Linked DNA regions of Sus scrofa: regions 1, 2 and 4 are each linked to region 3. Evidence: chromatin contacts called from public Hi-C and HiChIP or PLAC-seq data. All regions are on one chromosome and are shown on one strand. Each heading gives the region's core, a stretch centred on a gene start, on an enhancer-like site or on the middle of the called end of the contact. The rest is flanking DNA. Distances are from core to core; before and after follow the strand shown.

Region 1 (3,155 bases), core at 624-3,123, 83 kb before region 3:
GCCACTGACAAGCTGTAAGACCTCAGGCAAACTGATCCCTTGCTGAGCCTCAGTTTCCTCACCTGTAAAATGGTCTCAAGCTTTGGCCCTGCTCTAAAAGTGTCAAGAATTATTCCTAAGCAAATCAAGCTTATTTGGAAAAAGACTCATTACCGGAAGAAAATTCATTATAATGGCAGCTAACCCAAGTCCATTTACATGTTATTTTTAAAACTCGTTTTAAACATATGCCAAGTACCTCAAAAGTTTAAGCCAGATTCTCCCACACTGAACTAGAGGCTCTCTGCTGAGGGACTGTGTCTCCCCCATCTAACTTCATAAGCAGGAGCAAAGCCCTCAAGACTTTTTTGGAAAAACAAGAGTCGAAGTAGAGTCAGGATGGACCCCAAGAAGGAAAACCTTGGAATCTCTGGCCTCAGGACTCTAAGCCACCTGCTGAGCCTCGAGCCCACAGTTACCACTCTTTCGACCCTCACCATTCCTCTCAGTTACATAAGACTTCTCTCCTTCCTATTTCTCTCTGCTTCTTCCCCAATGATCTAGGTGCCCAGGACCCACCTCTCCTGAATCCCTCTAGTCAGCCCCTCCCTGCCAAAACCCCATCCCTGCTTCAGTCTTTCCTGCTTCTGCACTCACCAGCCCCTGGGCCAAGGACAGACAACAGCAACAGCAGCAGTAAGGCTGATGGCAGCTGGAGCCCAGACCTGAGTCGAGGCTGGGAGAAGGGTAGGGTATGAGAGAGAGTGGTAGGTAGTGGGAGAGACTTTGGTAAACACAGAGATGAGGACAAAGACTGGGGTAAAGAGTTGGGCTGGGCTGGGCACTGGAGCTTGTATAAGGGTAAGCGATGTGGTGGAAGGAGGGGCTGTGATGGGGACTGGACCAAGGGCAGGGATTGGGCCCCCGCCTTCAGTAAATACTGAGAATGGGGTTGGGACAGGGGCTGGGCTGGGATTTGGGAAAGGAGGTGAAACAGGTGCAGGGGCTGGGACGGGAGCCAGGCCAGGGACTGGGATTGGGATTGGGACTGGGACTGGGACTGGGACTGGAGTGGGGGCCTGAGCTGGGACCCGGATCTGGGCATTCGCTGGGACCCAGGCCGGAGCTGGAACCGATTTGGGAAGTGGGGAGAGGGCGGGGTCGGGGGCCAAGGACCGGACCGGGATGGGACCAGGGGCCGGGACAAGGGCTGGGCCATGGCCCGGGGCGGGGGCGGGGCCGGACAGGCCAGCGCGGGCGCTCGCAGAGCTGACCCGCGGCTCCGCTCCCACCCCCGGAGGGATGGCCTGCGGCGTCCTCGCGGGCCCGGGGCCGGGGTCGGGCCGGCTGGGGCCGGGCCGGGGACCTGGGTAGGAGTTCAGGCCTGGGCGACTCCGGGCTGCGCTGGACCGGCGAAAACCAGGCCCCGCGGCGGCGGCCTCTGCCTGACGTCATATGACGCTCCGCCCCCCGGTTAGTTCTATTGGTCCTTCTTACTAAAGCCCGCCCCTGGCTCTACTCCATTGGTCTCTAACTTGTCCCTGCTGGGTTCGAACACAGACTCCGCCCCAGCCCCAGCTACCGGAGTCTCTTTCTCACCCCAACCGAAGAACCCAGAAGCCCCCATCGGATCTTCATAACCTCCACTGACCATCCTACAGACATCTCTAGGAACCCTCACAAACCCAGACACCCACGGACCTCCCCAGAGATATCTGCAGGCCCTCCCCAGAGACTCTCAAAAGATCCCGAAAAAACACTCACAGAGATCCCTCGAATCCCTCTTAAAAGAAGTGATCCCTCTAGGTTTCTCTCCTCTGGATCCAATGCAGTCCCCTCAGGAGACCTCGCCCACCCGTGAGGTGGCCAGACTGCTGTTGCCACGGAGACTACTGGGCGTTCCGGTTGCCACGGTGACGGATGCACTACTCCCCAGCCTGGGTTCCACAGGCTTCAGTCAAGACCCTCCCTCCTCTGGCCTGGACCCACCTCGACCCACCTCCTCCCACCCTTCAGAACTGGCCACAGCTCCTTTGCGAATTTCCGCAGGTGTCCAAGTTCCCTCCCAAAGTCGTAACTTGCAGGCAAGGCCTCTCACCACACAGCACCCGCAGCCAGGGCTCATCTACAATCAAGTGCCTCCTCTCCCTTGGGGCCAACATTTTCTTTTCCCAGCTTCAGACAAGATCCTGATCTAAGGATTTGTAACAGCTGAAACAAAGCCCAGAGGTATGTAGTCTCTCAAACGGCCCCTCCTCCAAACTCTCATTCCCTTCTAATACTGTCTGTCTCTTCCCACCTCAGTCCAACCCCCTCCCATTTCCTGTGTTTCATCCTTATCCCCCCCCCGCCCCCACGTTTCTCCACTCAGTTCCTTCCTCCCCTTCTTTTTCCTTCCCTCTCCTCCCATCCTTTGGTTCTTCACCCTCTGGCCCATTTTTCTCTTGCTAAATATCTGGCCATCTTCCTCCCCATCATCCTACCTCCTGACCCAAACTTCCCCTTTGGAAAGGCCTTGATGAGTTTAAGAAATAATAAATGTGGAGTTCCGTTGTAGCACAGCAGCAACATATCCAACTAGTATCCATGAGGATGCAGCTTCTGTAGCACAGCAGCAACAAATCCAACTAGTATCCATGGTGATGCGGCTTCGATCCCTGCCCTTGCTCAGTGGATCCGGGATCTGGCCTTGCAGTGAGCTGTGATGTAGGCCATAGACGAGTTTCGGATCTGGCATTGCTATGGCTGTAGCTCCTATTTGACCCCTAGGCTGGGAGCCTCCATATGCCACAGGTGCAGCCCTAAAATGCAAAAAGGAAAAGAAGGAAGGAAGGAAGGAGAAAGAAAGAAAGAAAAGAAAGAAAGAAAGGAAGGAAGGAAGGAAGAAAGAAAGAGAGAAAGAAAAAAATGTACTATTTCTGGAGCATGGGACAAAGTAGAGAGCAAGGGAAGTTAAGGCTAGAATCCTTGGGCAGTGTGGCAAATGATGACAGGCCTTGACTGTCAGGGCCAAGAAATTTGGACCTAATCCTTAGGCTGAGGCACTAAGTGTTTTTTAAGCAAGGGAATGCCATTGTTGGGTTTGTATTTTAGAAAAGTCTCTCCCAAGTCATTGAGGAGGACTGACCCCTTGCGGACATCCTCCCAAGATAAATGAGGCACACCCCACTCCCCAC
Region 2 (3,180 bases), core at 627-3,126, 87 kb after region 3:
ACTCTGATTTGTTTAAAGAGTATATCGTGCTGGGAGTTCGTGGCTCAGTGGTTAACGAACACGACTAGGAACCATCAGGTTGCAGGTTTGATCCCTGACCTCGCTCAGTGGGATCTGGCGTTGCCCTGAGCTGTGGTGTAGGTCCTAGATGCTGCTTGGATTCTGCATTGCTATGCTGTAGGCCAGCAGCTGTAGCTCCTACTCGACCCCTAGCCTGGGAACCTCCACATGCCTTGGGTGCGGCCCTAAAAAGCAAAAAAAGCAAAAAAAAAAAAAAAAAAAAGGATATAGTGCTCTTAAAGTTGTGCCCTCAATAGAATTCCCCCGCAGGGTTCTAATCAGAAGATAAAGAACAAAATACCTTCTTCCTAGCATTGATTTGGGAAGTGGGCTGTCACATCACACAACTGAACCTCATTAATCAATAAATTGCTGTTAAATTATGTTTCTTCCAGACTATATTTGGGTCCAAGAATAGAATTTATTATCTGGAGTTCCCCTCGTGGCTCAGCCATTGGCAAATCTGACTAGGAACCATGAGGTTGCAGGTTCGATCCCTGGCCTCACTTAGTGGGTTAAGGATCCGGCATTGCCGTGAGCTGTGGTGTAGGTCGCAGACTCAGCTCAGATCTGGGGTTGCTGCGGTTCTGGTGTTGCTGCGGCTCTGGCGTAGGCTGAAGGCTACAGCTCCGATTAGACCCCTAGCCCAGGAACCTCCATATGCTGAGGGTGTGGCCCTGGAAAATACAAAAAAAAAAAAAAGAAAAAAAAAAGTATTATCTATCTATGTTGAATTTCATCATTATATTCAGTCCCTCATCCTAGCTTGTCCAGCCCTCATCCTAGCTTGTCCAGTCTTATTATGAATCATGGTTAGCTATCCTTCCTAGTTTCCTATCTCCAAATTGGCTCAGCCCTCTATTTCCCAATGCAATTAAGTGATACGGCTAAAGTCAGAGCCCTGGGAGGTACTACGTTCCATTTCAACAGTTTGAATCTACCAAAATGTACTATCAGTTCACATTTCAGAGCCTCCTTCCCAAGAACTTGAGACTGCTTGGTACCTCGAACTCTAAAAACACTTTGGCTAAGTAATCAGCTGCTCGTGCCAAGGTTGGAATCTTACCAGGAACCGCACTCACTGTAGTATGGACAGTCGCTGGGTTCAAGTCCCAGTTCCACCAGTTACTAGCTCTGGGTGACCTTGAGCAAGTGACTAACCCCTACATTGGATTGATGGGAGGATTAAATGGGATGGTCATTATTTATTTACAATTTATCAAGTGCCATTCACCTCGATAGCTACTCAAAATAATCTCATAAGGCTGGAAACCCAGAGGACTCAGGTCTTCACTTTACAGATGGACAGGAAAATGAGTCTTGTTCTTGGTACCATAGGGACCCAACGGGAGATTCAGAACCCGGGCATCCCCTCCCTCCTCTCGTCGTCCCGCACCTGCAAACACTTGTACAGCACAAAAGCCACGACGGCCGCGGTGTACAGCGCCCCCAAGGGCAACGCCCCGGCTCGAGCTGGGTCGCGCTGATCCTTGGGCGGCGGCGACCGCCGCCGGAGTTCTGTGGCCTCGGGGCCGACCTGGGCGGCGTCTCCTGAGGAGGGCAGAGGCGGGTCAGTAGAGCTGGGGGTTGGGGCCGGTAGGCAGTCCCTGCCTCCCTCTAACAGACCTCGGTGGTACCTGGGTGTGCCGGGCGGTCGGGGCTGGAGCGGTCTCCGAGGACCTCGGGCAGCGCAGACATAAGTAGCAGCCCCACCGCACCCGCTAGCGAGACCACGCTAGCCATTGCAGGCGGACTACAGGAGAACCTGGGAGGAGCCGGCGTTGGCCGCACGCGCCCATGCGCACGCGCACGCGCGCCCTGGAGCCCGTTCCGCTCCGGGCCTCCCTGGAAGGTCACGCCCACCTAGCGTATGGGCGGGGCCAGGATTTATTTGCATAGGACCGGGAGCCCAGCTTAGTTTATTTTAGAAATTAGTTCATTTCTTATCTCCATTTAGGGATTCGGTTAGCCAGAAAGTGTCCAGAAGCTTACAACCTTAGAAGAGTATGCGATAAAGTGGTTTCCCACACTAGTCCACATCCTCACCCTAATCATAAAATAAATTTTTTCTTCCAGCTATAAAAGGTTACAGGAGCCCACCCACCAGTGAAGCTCGTGCTGAAGGCCTGTTTCCTAGGCTACAAACGAGGGACTAGTTCCTTATTTACGCCTAGGGGAAAGTCCCCGGACCTAAGGCAGAGAGTGCCACGTGCGCCTGCACGTAGACTGTCCCTGCACCTCACGGTTAATCCGCTAAGAAGCGATTTCGCCGAGCGGCGTGTGGCAGGGATGTCATCCGTCAGCCGAAATAGTTACACAGGCAGTGCGCTTCCGCGCACCAACCACACGGGGCTCATTCTCAGCACGGCTGATTTTAATCCTTTCTGGAAGGTAACAAGGTGGTTATTTATTTATTTTTTTTAAAGAAAAAAAAATTATTGCTCAATGGATTTATTGCATTTATAGTTGTACAATGATCGTCACAATCCATTTTTATAGGATTTCCAGCCCACAACCCCAGCACATCCTCCACCCCCCGCAACTGTCTCCCTTGCAAACTCTTAAGTTTTTCAAAGGCTGTGAGTCAATATCTGTTCTGCACAGAAGTTCATTCTGTCCTTTTTTCAGATTCCACATGTCAGTGAAAGCATTTGATGTTGGTGTCTCAGTGTCTGACTGACTTCACTTAGCATGATCATTTCTAGGTCCATTCATGTTGCTAAAAATGCCAGTATTTCGTTCCTTTTAATGGCTGAGTAATATTCCATTGTGTATATGTACCCCATCTTCTTGATCCACTCCTCTGTCGATGGACATCTAGGTTGTTTCCATGTCTTTACAAATGGGAGAAAAATCTTTTTTTGCCTTTTTCTAGGGCCGCTTCCCGCGGCATATGTAGGTTCCCAGGCTAGGGGTCGAATTGGAGCTGTAGCCACCGGCCTACACCACAGCTCACAGCAATGCTGGATCCTTAACCCACTGAGCAAGGCCAGGGATCGAACCTGCAACCTCATGGTTCCTAGTCGGATTTAGTTAACCACTGCGCCACGATGGCAACTCCTAGTTTTGTTTTTACTGACATTACTCTAAGAGGTGGATCTGAGAAGATGTTGCAGAAAT
Region 3 (3,210 bases), core at 388-2,887:
ACACCCCTAAAGCAGCAAGTATGCTCCTGCACATCCCCAATGCAAAAGAGACCTCAGTGACCCACTCGAACAATTGGACAGTTTTTACCCTTGGGCAGCAATGATTTTATCCCCCTCCAAAGGCAAATGCCCCATCTCTAACCTCGGTGTGGTAGAAAGACAGTCTGGCTCTCAGGCTGGACATCTGGTTGACTGGAGTCAGGGGGAGGCAGGGCTACTCGACTCTCACTGGCATGAAACTGGCAGTGGATTTGAGCACTGGCCCAAGCCAGAGCCTCACTATGGGAGGAGGAAAAGGGGACATCAGAGGGGAGTTCCTGACCTCGCAAAGGCTCTCCCAAACTCCCTACCACACTGAGAAGGTCAACACAGGGAGATGGATGGCCTCCATTCCAGAGAATCCAGAACCCCAGAGAGAAACCATTAAATCCGGAAAAATATATTGGGAGTAAAAAGGAGAATGGGGGATGAGAGAAGAAAGGAGAGTAGAGGGTTATGTCACCCACACCTGTTAAATAGCCCTTTCCTGCAATGAGAGCACAATGAGCAACAAAGTGATGATGTAGCTATAGGCAGCTCAGCACTATAGATACCAGGCTTCCTCCCAGAAGGACCACCGTCTTCAGTATCAGCATCCCCACCTGGATGCAGACGTGGCCGTAGGCGGCAGGGGGTTGGTGACAGTCACCACACACTCCAGCGCTTCCCCCGCCAGAAACACAGGACCTCTGCTCAACTCTGCTACTACTTCAATCATGGCAGCTCCGGAATCGGATCTGGAAGGAAACAAGGGGTGTCAGAGGTCAGTACCACGGCAGGGAGGGGTGTCTCAGGCGAGCCCGGGGGTGAAGACCGAGGAAACGGGGCGTTCAGCACCACGGTGTCAGAGGTAAGCGCCCAGATTTGGGATGCGGGAAGGCGGAAGGGAGGTCCGGTGGCAGGTGTCTCGGCACTGCGGAGGGGGAGGGCGTCGCTCGGGGTCCCGGGCCCCCGCCCCTCTCAGCGCCCGGTCAGTCCCCCTACCCCGACAGAACCCCCAGGCCGCCTCCGCCCCTTTCCCTCGAGGTTCCAGGCCTCAGTCCAGGGCAAGGGCCGCCCGTCACCTCGCGCCCCTGGCCCGAACACCTTGCACGGTCGAAACCGGGGGCTTGGTGCACCGAGGCCCTCCGCCGCCCACCTCTCCTGGACCCGGCCAAGTGCTTGGCTGCGGCCGCAGCAGAGGCGGGACTTCCCTCGGTCCTCCTTCCCCCTCCCAGCCCCTTCCGACCGGAAGTGCCGGGCCGGCTGGGCCGGAAGGGGCTCGAGTGGTCCAGCCGCCGTGGGTCACCTTCCCACGGGCTGGCGCCCCGGCGCTGGCGCTGCCCGACACCGGCCGGCGGGACCCGGCGCCCACCCCTGGGGGGCCTGGTGCTGCAGCCCCGGGACGGGACCGAGGCTGCCGCGAGCTCCCAGGCGGGTCCCGGGGGCGGTGCCTGGCGGGCCGGTCCCCGGGACTCCTCCCCTCTCCGCGGGCAAAGTCGCCCTTTGGCCGGGCCAGCTAATCACCACGGCCCAATGACGTCGAGGCCCGATCCTTCCCGCCCAGGGCCCAGAGAGACGACCGAGGACGAGACCCTGGCGGCTTTATTGCTGTCGCCGCCGCCGCCGCTGCAGCCACAGCTCCCCGGCTCCACGGAGACACCAGCTCACCTCAGCTTTCCCCAGCGGGCAGCCCTCGGAGACGGCACCTAACAGCAGTCCGCGCCCGCGTCTGGGCTTGGCTGGCCAGATACTTTGTACCAGAAAGCTCGGGACCCGAGACTACCGAGGTCGTGGGGATCCAGGATCCAGGAAACATGGGAACCAGAGTCCCAGCCTCGGAGCCGACCAGCTGTGCCACAGGGGATCCGCAGACTTATTACCCTGAAGATATTGGAGGCACTGAGACTGCGCAGGTTACGGACTGCCAGAACCCTGAGGACAATCAACCCCAAAATGAGCCGAGCCACAGCAATCCAGAGGACTCTGGGCAGCTGATGGTTTCCTATGAGGGTAAAGCGGAGGGCTACCAGGTGCCTCCCTTTGGCTGGCGCATCTGCCTGGCTCATGAGTTTGCAGAGAAGAGAAAACCCTTTAATGCCAACGACATCTCCCTGAGCAACCTGATAAAGCATTTTGGGATGGGCTTGAGGTGAGTAGATCCCATTGCCTAAAATAACTTGTGCCTGGCTTTGTTCTAGCAGAGGCAGGAAAGTAAGGGGGGTGCTTTGTTCTAGTCTGGTGGCCCCATCCCCAACATATTCTAAACCACTGGTTCCGGCTGGTGAGATTAGGTCACATTTCTTTGCAACCCTCTTCCTTCCAGGAACTCATCTTTTTAGCAAAAAAAAAACAGGAGCATGTGGACCTTTTGGTCAGTCTTACCCATTTAGGCTGTCTCACAGACTCCCTCTTTTCCAAAGACTGCCCTTTGGGATTATACTTTGTGGCAAGATAGGAAAGAATATTCTAGGGGATATGGTACTGATACATTGTTGTGTCATGGGGGGGGGGCGTTCTCAGCCCCACATTCCCCTGAGCAGCTGGAATATTTATTGACCCTCATTTCGGCACAGCATTTTACAGCCCCAACGCCCATCAGCTTCTTTCCTCATCAGTTTTGGCTCCAAGGAGTGTGTGAGAGGCTGCTTGCTCTCAGCCCTAAAGAGAGGGCAGGCGATAAGAGATGTTCTAGAATAGACAGCCCCTGATATAAAAAGCAAAGAAGACCTTTGGCCAGGGAGGCACTGCCTTAGGTGTCCCCAGAGCTTAGTAATGATCTTCCAGAGCATTTCCTTATCTCTCCCCCACAAGTGGTGCAGACACTCCAAGAGCTTACCCTGAACTGTAGAACTCCTCCAGATCCCTCGATTCCCACTGGATTCAAAAAACTAGTGATGGAGCCAAGACCTATTAACAGGAACAAGTGGCCGTAGGACAGAAAGCATCATCCTGAGTCAGTCTACAGAGTAAACACAGAGCTGGGGAGGGAGGCTTAAAGTTTGGGAAATCCAGCCCTGGCAGCCTCAACGTAGGGCATCCTTCTTTTCTGCAGTCAGTGCTGTGGGGCTGGGGTAGAGAGCCCACGTACCTAACCCAAGCCCTAGGCAGTGGGAAGGGCCTGGCACTGCCCGCGTATCTGATGCCTTTGTCAGTTCCTCTAGGTGGCCTGTCCCAGAGAACAATAATCCC
Region 4 (2,935 bases), core at 68-2,567, 64 kb before region 3:
GCAGAAAGAAGGGGTTTATCTAAGGTGATTAAATAGTAAAATAGGAACTGGGACCTAAACCTCCAGGTTTTCATTCTGGATCCTTTCCCTTGAAACAGCGCTAGATTTCCTCAACACTTTAGGAGCAGTAGTCGACTGCACTGCTGAATCCTGCATTGTAATACGGCCTGTTACCTAACTAGGCCCAGCAGTATCTGGCCTTGCTCTCTGCTGTTGATGCTCTGAAATCGAGGAGCTTTTCCCCTGGTTGGGAACCACTAATAGGTTCTTGGAAGGGTGAAATTAATGCCTTTCAAAGCCCAGCCTCTGTCAGCCCCAACTGATTACATGGGAGAGTGGTATTGCCAACTCCCTCCCGTGGGTGTGTCTGACCCACCTGCAGGTCCGAGGAGCTGCAGGTGTGACTGATGGGAATGAAGTGGCCAAGGCCCAGCGGGCAGCTCCTGGGGGAGCAGCCCCAACCATCTTCTCCCGGATCCTGGATCGAAGCCTCCCAGCTGACATTCTATATGAGGACCAGCAGGTGGGGTACCCTTAGGACCCATCCCCTTAAGAATTTCATAAATACCATCCAGTTTGTTGAACTAACATGGTGGCCTCTGGCATGTTCACTGCTCCCAGTGTCTTGTATTCCGTGATGTGGCCCCTCAGGCTCCTGTGCACTTCCTGGTCATTCCTAAGAAGCCCATTCCCCGGATTAGCCAGGCTGAAGAAGAAGACCAGCAGGTGGGAAGAACAGGGCCAGGGTTTGGCTGAGGGAAAGGTTTTGTTCCCTGTAAATGAAGCCACCTGTCTCCCTCCCCTTTCCCTGTAGCTTTTAGGACACCTTCTCCTTGTGGCAAAGAAGACAGCAAAGGCTGAAGGACTGGGAGATGGATACCGACTTGGTGAGTGACATTTGGCCCTTGAGCCCCTCACCATCAATTGATCTAACCTCTCAATATGATCTTCATTCTTTGACCATCTTAACCCCCTAACCCGACGCACCATTTCAGTGATCAACGATGGGAAGCTGGGTGCACAGTCTGTGTATCACCTGCACATTCATGTACTTGGGGGCAGACAGCTCCAGTGGCCTCCAGGTTGAACCTACCAAAGGACCAAGGACCCCAGACTTGGATGCTTGGACGGGGTAGGGAAATAACAGGACCCAATGATGCCAATAAACTTGTTCTCCCTCAATTCTGGATCCCTGTCTTAAATATATAAAGATTTATACCTCAAATAGAAAAGAAAACTGATTCAAGACTTTGATCCCCCTTGACTATGGTCTGAAACACTAAGGAAGCCCATGATGCAGTCAAAGGAGCACTTGCCTGTGTATCTATGAGTTCATGACTCATGGTCCACCTGGGTTAAACTTCTAGAAAAGCAGCAGTTCTAAGAATGTGCCTGAATAAGTAAAGCCAGTATCCCAAGACTTGCTCAATTCAGATACCAAGCCAAGTTATAAGGGGGTCTGGAAGGAGGAGGGTCAAGGTGAGGGCCTTTCATTGGAGAAGTTATCACACTCAAAACATCTGCTGCCCCATGTCTCACCATTCTGTTTAAGCTGTTGTCTGATGTATTTTCCACCTTAAAAATTTTAAAAAGATGCCCCACTTTTGAGAATGAAATTAGGGGAAGCTACCATTGTCCCTTGTAGAAACACATCAAGTAGGCTTTTGTCTGATTCCACAGCACTGTGCCTGTATTCAACACAAAGAACCACTTTAGAAAGCCTCCAAAAGTCCTGCGCGGGTATGAAGGGCGAGACCTTAGGCCGGCGAATCTTAGCAGCCAGGCCGGATGGAAAGCGCACTTCCCAGAGTGCACCAGATTCAAGACTTCCGCCCCGCAGAGAACTTGCCTCCACCCCCACCCCCACCCCCACCCCCACCCCCACCCCCGCCCTCCACGTCCGCCCAGCTCTAGTTCTGCGCAGTCTCCTGGAATGGTTTGCCGTCTCTATAGCAACGCAGTACCCAGTAGCGAGTGTCGCAAGATGGAAACCACTGACTCCACAGAGCTATCGCCATCGCGGTGAGATCTGCAGCTCTGGCTGCAGGCATAAGGGGACAAGGAAGGTCAGTGGACTTCCCCCGCTGCCCTTTTGACGACTTTGCCTTTTTCACTTTTTTTCAGCTCTTTAGACGAACAGCCTAGCTCCGAAGAACTAGGGACCACTTCAGATCCCTTGCCTTCTTTGGATGGCCGTCATAGGTCGGCTCTGGCAGCTGCAACTGCAGCAGCCTCAGCAGCTGCTGCAGCCACTGCAGCTGCCTCCACTGCCAAGGCAGCTGCATTATCTACACAGACCCCAGCGCCCTACTCAGAACGGAGCCTTCTCCTGGAGCCCTTCTCTGACAATCTTACTGCGGCGCACCACACCACCCCCAGATTTACCCACAAGATAGGCCATGGGAGACTTGGCTTTGAGCCTGTCCAGGTCTCCCATATTGCTCGAAATTCCTACACTGCAAATGATCCTATCTCTAGCCAAGGCCCTGTTCCTGGCTCCAGCTCTGACCCTGTTCCTGGCTCCAGCTCTGGCCCTGTTCCTGGCTCCAGCTCTAGTCCTGGTCCTGGCACCAGTTCTGGTCCTGGTGGTGGCTCTGGTCCAGGCCCTGGTGGTAGATCTGGTGAAGGCACTGGTCCCGGTCCTGCCTCTGATTCTAGGCATAGTCCAGGCTGTGGCCATGACCCTGGGTTCAGCTCCTCTGCTCCTCCAGGCTTCAGAAACCCAAGGGCAGATCTGGTCCCTAATTATGCCTCCTGGAGTCACGACAGCCACTGGGAGCCTCAGAAACAACCCTGGAAATTTTTGCAAGTATCAGAACCTGGCACCCGAGGACACTGGAAGCCCTCTGAGGTTGAAGGGAAGAGTAAGATACCCAGTGAAACACTGCCACGGGGCCAGTGCCTTCTCTACAACTGGGAGGAGGAGGTATTAAGG

The links. Hi-C and Micro-C count contacts between places; a contact is called where the count stands out from the background. HiChIP or PLAC-seq counts read pairs in DNA pulled down with a chosen protein or histone mark.
Region 1: an H3K27ac HiChIP or PLAC-seq map of alveolar macrophages shows a contact between it and region 3. The contact joins the promoter of TMEM8B here to the promoter of GBA2 in region 3. A contact is called at or near these places in 2 of 5 promoter capture datasets (fetal skeletal muscle and liver), 13 of 47 Hi-C or Micro-C datasets (alveolar macrophages, blood, brain and 5 more) and 2 of 2 datasets of contacts at active chromatin or transcription factors (alveolar macrophages and skeletal muscle).
Region 2: an H3K27ac HiChIP or PLAC-seq map of skeletal muscle shows a contact between it and region 3. The contact joins the promoter of CCDC107 here to the promoter of GBA2 in region 3. A contact is called at or near these places in 1 of 5 promoter capture datasets (liver), 6 of 47 Hi-C or Micro-C datasets (heart right ventricle, liver, skeletal muscle and 1 more) and 2 of 2 datasets of contacts at active chromatin or transcription factors (alveolar macrophages and skeletal muscle).
Region 4: a contact with region 3 is called in a Hi-C map of liver, with 4 times the contacts expected there. The contact joins the promoter of SPAG8 here to the promoter of GBA2 in region 3. A contact is called at or near these places in 2 of 5 promoter capture datasets (fetal liver and liver), 21 of 47 Hi-C or Micro-C datasets (alveolar macrophages, blood, brain and 10 more) and 2 of 2 datasets of contacts at active chromatin or transcription factors (alveolar macrophages and skeletal muscle).

Annotation. Positions count from the first base shown.
Region 1 is chr1:236,549,477-236,552,631 of Sscrofa11.1, reverse strand. It overlaps TMEM8B (transmembrane protein 8B), which reads right to left and starts at 1,873. Exons shown (of 13, transcript XM_021065841.1): 1 at 1,744-1,873. It overlaps FAM221B (protein FAM221B), which reads left to right and starts at 1,632. Exons shown (of 7, transcript XM_021065906.1): 1 at 1,632-2,208.
Region 2 is chr1:236,379,268-236,382,447 of Sscrofa11.1, reverse strand. It overlaps CCDC107 (coiled-coil domain-containing protein 107), which reads right to left and starts at 1,876. Exons shown (of 6, transcript XM_005660223.3): 1 at 1,698-1,876; 2 at 1,457-1,611. The coding sequence starts at 1,803. LOC106509199 (a long non-coding RNA gene) reads left to right here. Exons shown (of 2, transcript XR_001306517.2): 2 at 2,137-2,438.
Region 3 is chr1:236,466,314-236,469,523 of Sscrofa11.1, reverse strand. It overlaps GBA2 (glucosylceramidase beta 2), which reads left to right and starts at 1,637. Exons shown (of 17, transcript NM_001258385.1): 1 at 1,637-2,170. The coding sequence starts at 1,836. RGP1 (RAB6A-GEF complex partner protein 2) reads right to left here and starts at 1,228. Exons shown (of 9, transcript XM_003480545.4): 1 at 1,104-1,228; 2 at 642-776; 3 at 143-279. The coding sequence starts at 757.
Region 4 is chr1:236,530,563-236,533,497 of Sscrofa11.1, reverse strand. It overlaps SPAG8 (sperm-associated antigen 8), which reads left to right and starts at 1,317. Exons shown (of 7, transcript XM_005660229.3): 1 at 1,317-2,022; 2 at 2,125-2,926. The coding sequence starts at 1,934. It overlaps HINT2 (histidine triad nucleotide binding protein 2), which reads left to right. Exons shown (of 5, transcript NM_001244328.1): 2 at 383-523; 3 at 652-726; 4 at 815-887; 5 at 996-1,182. The coding sequence ends at 1,087.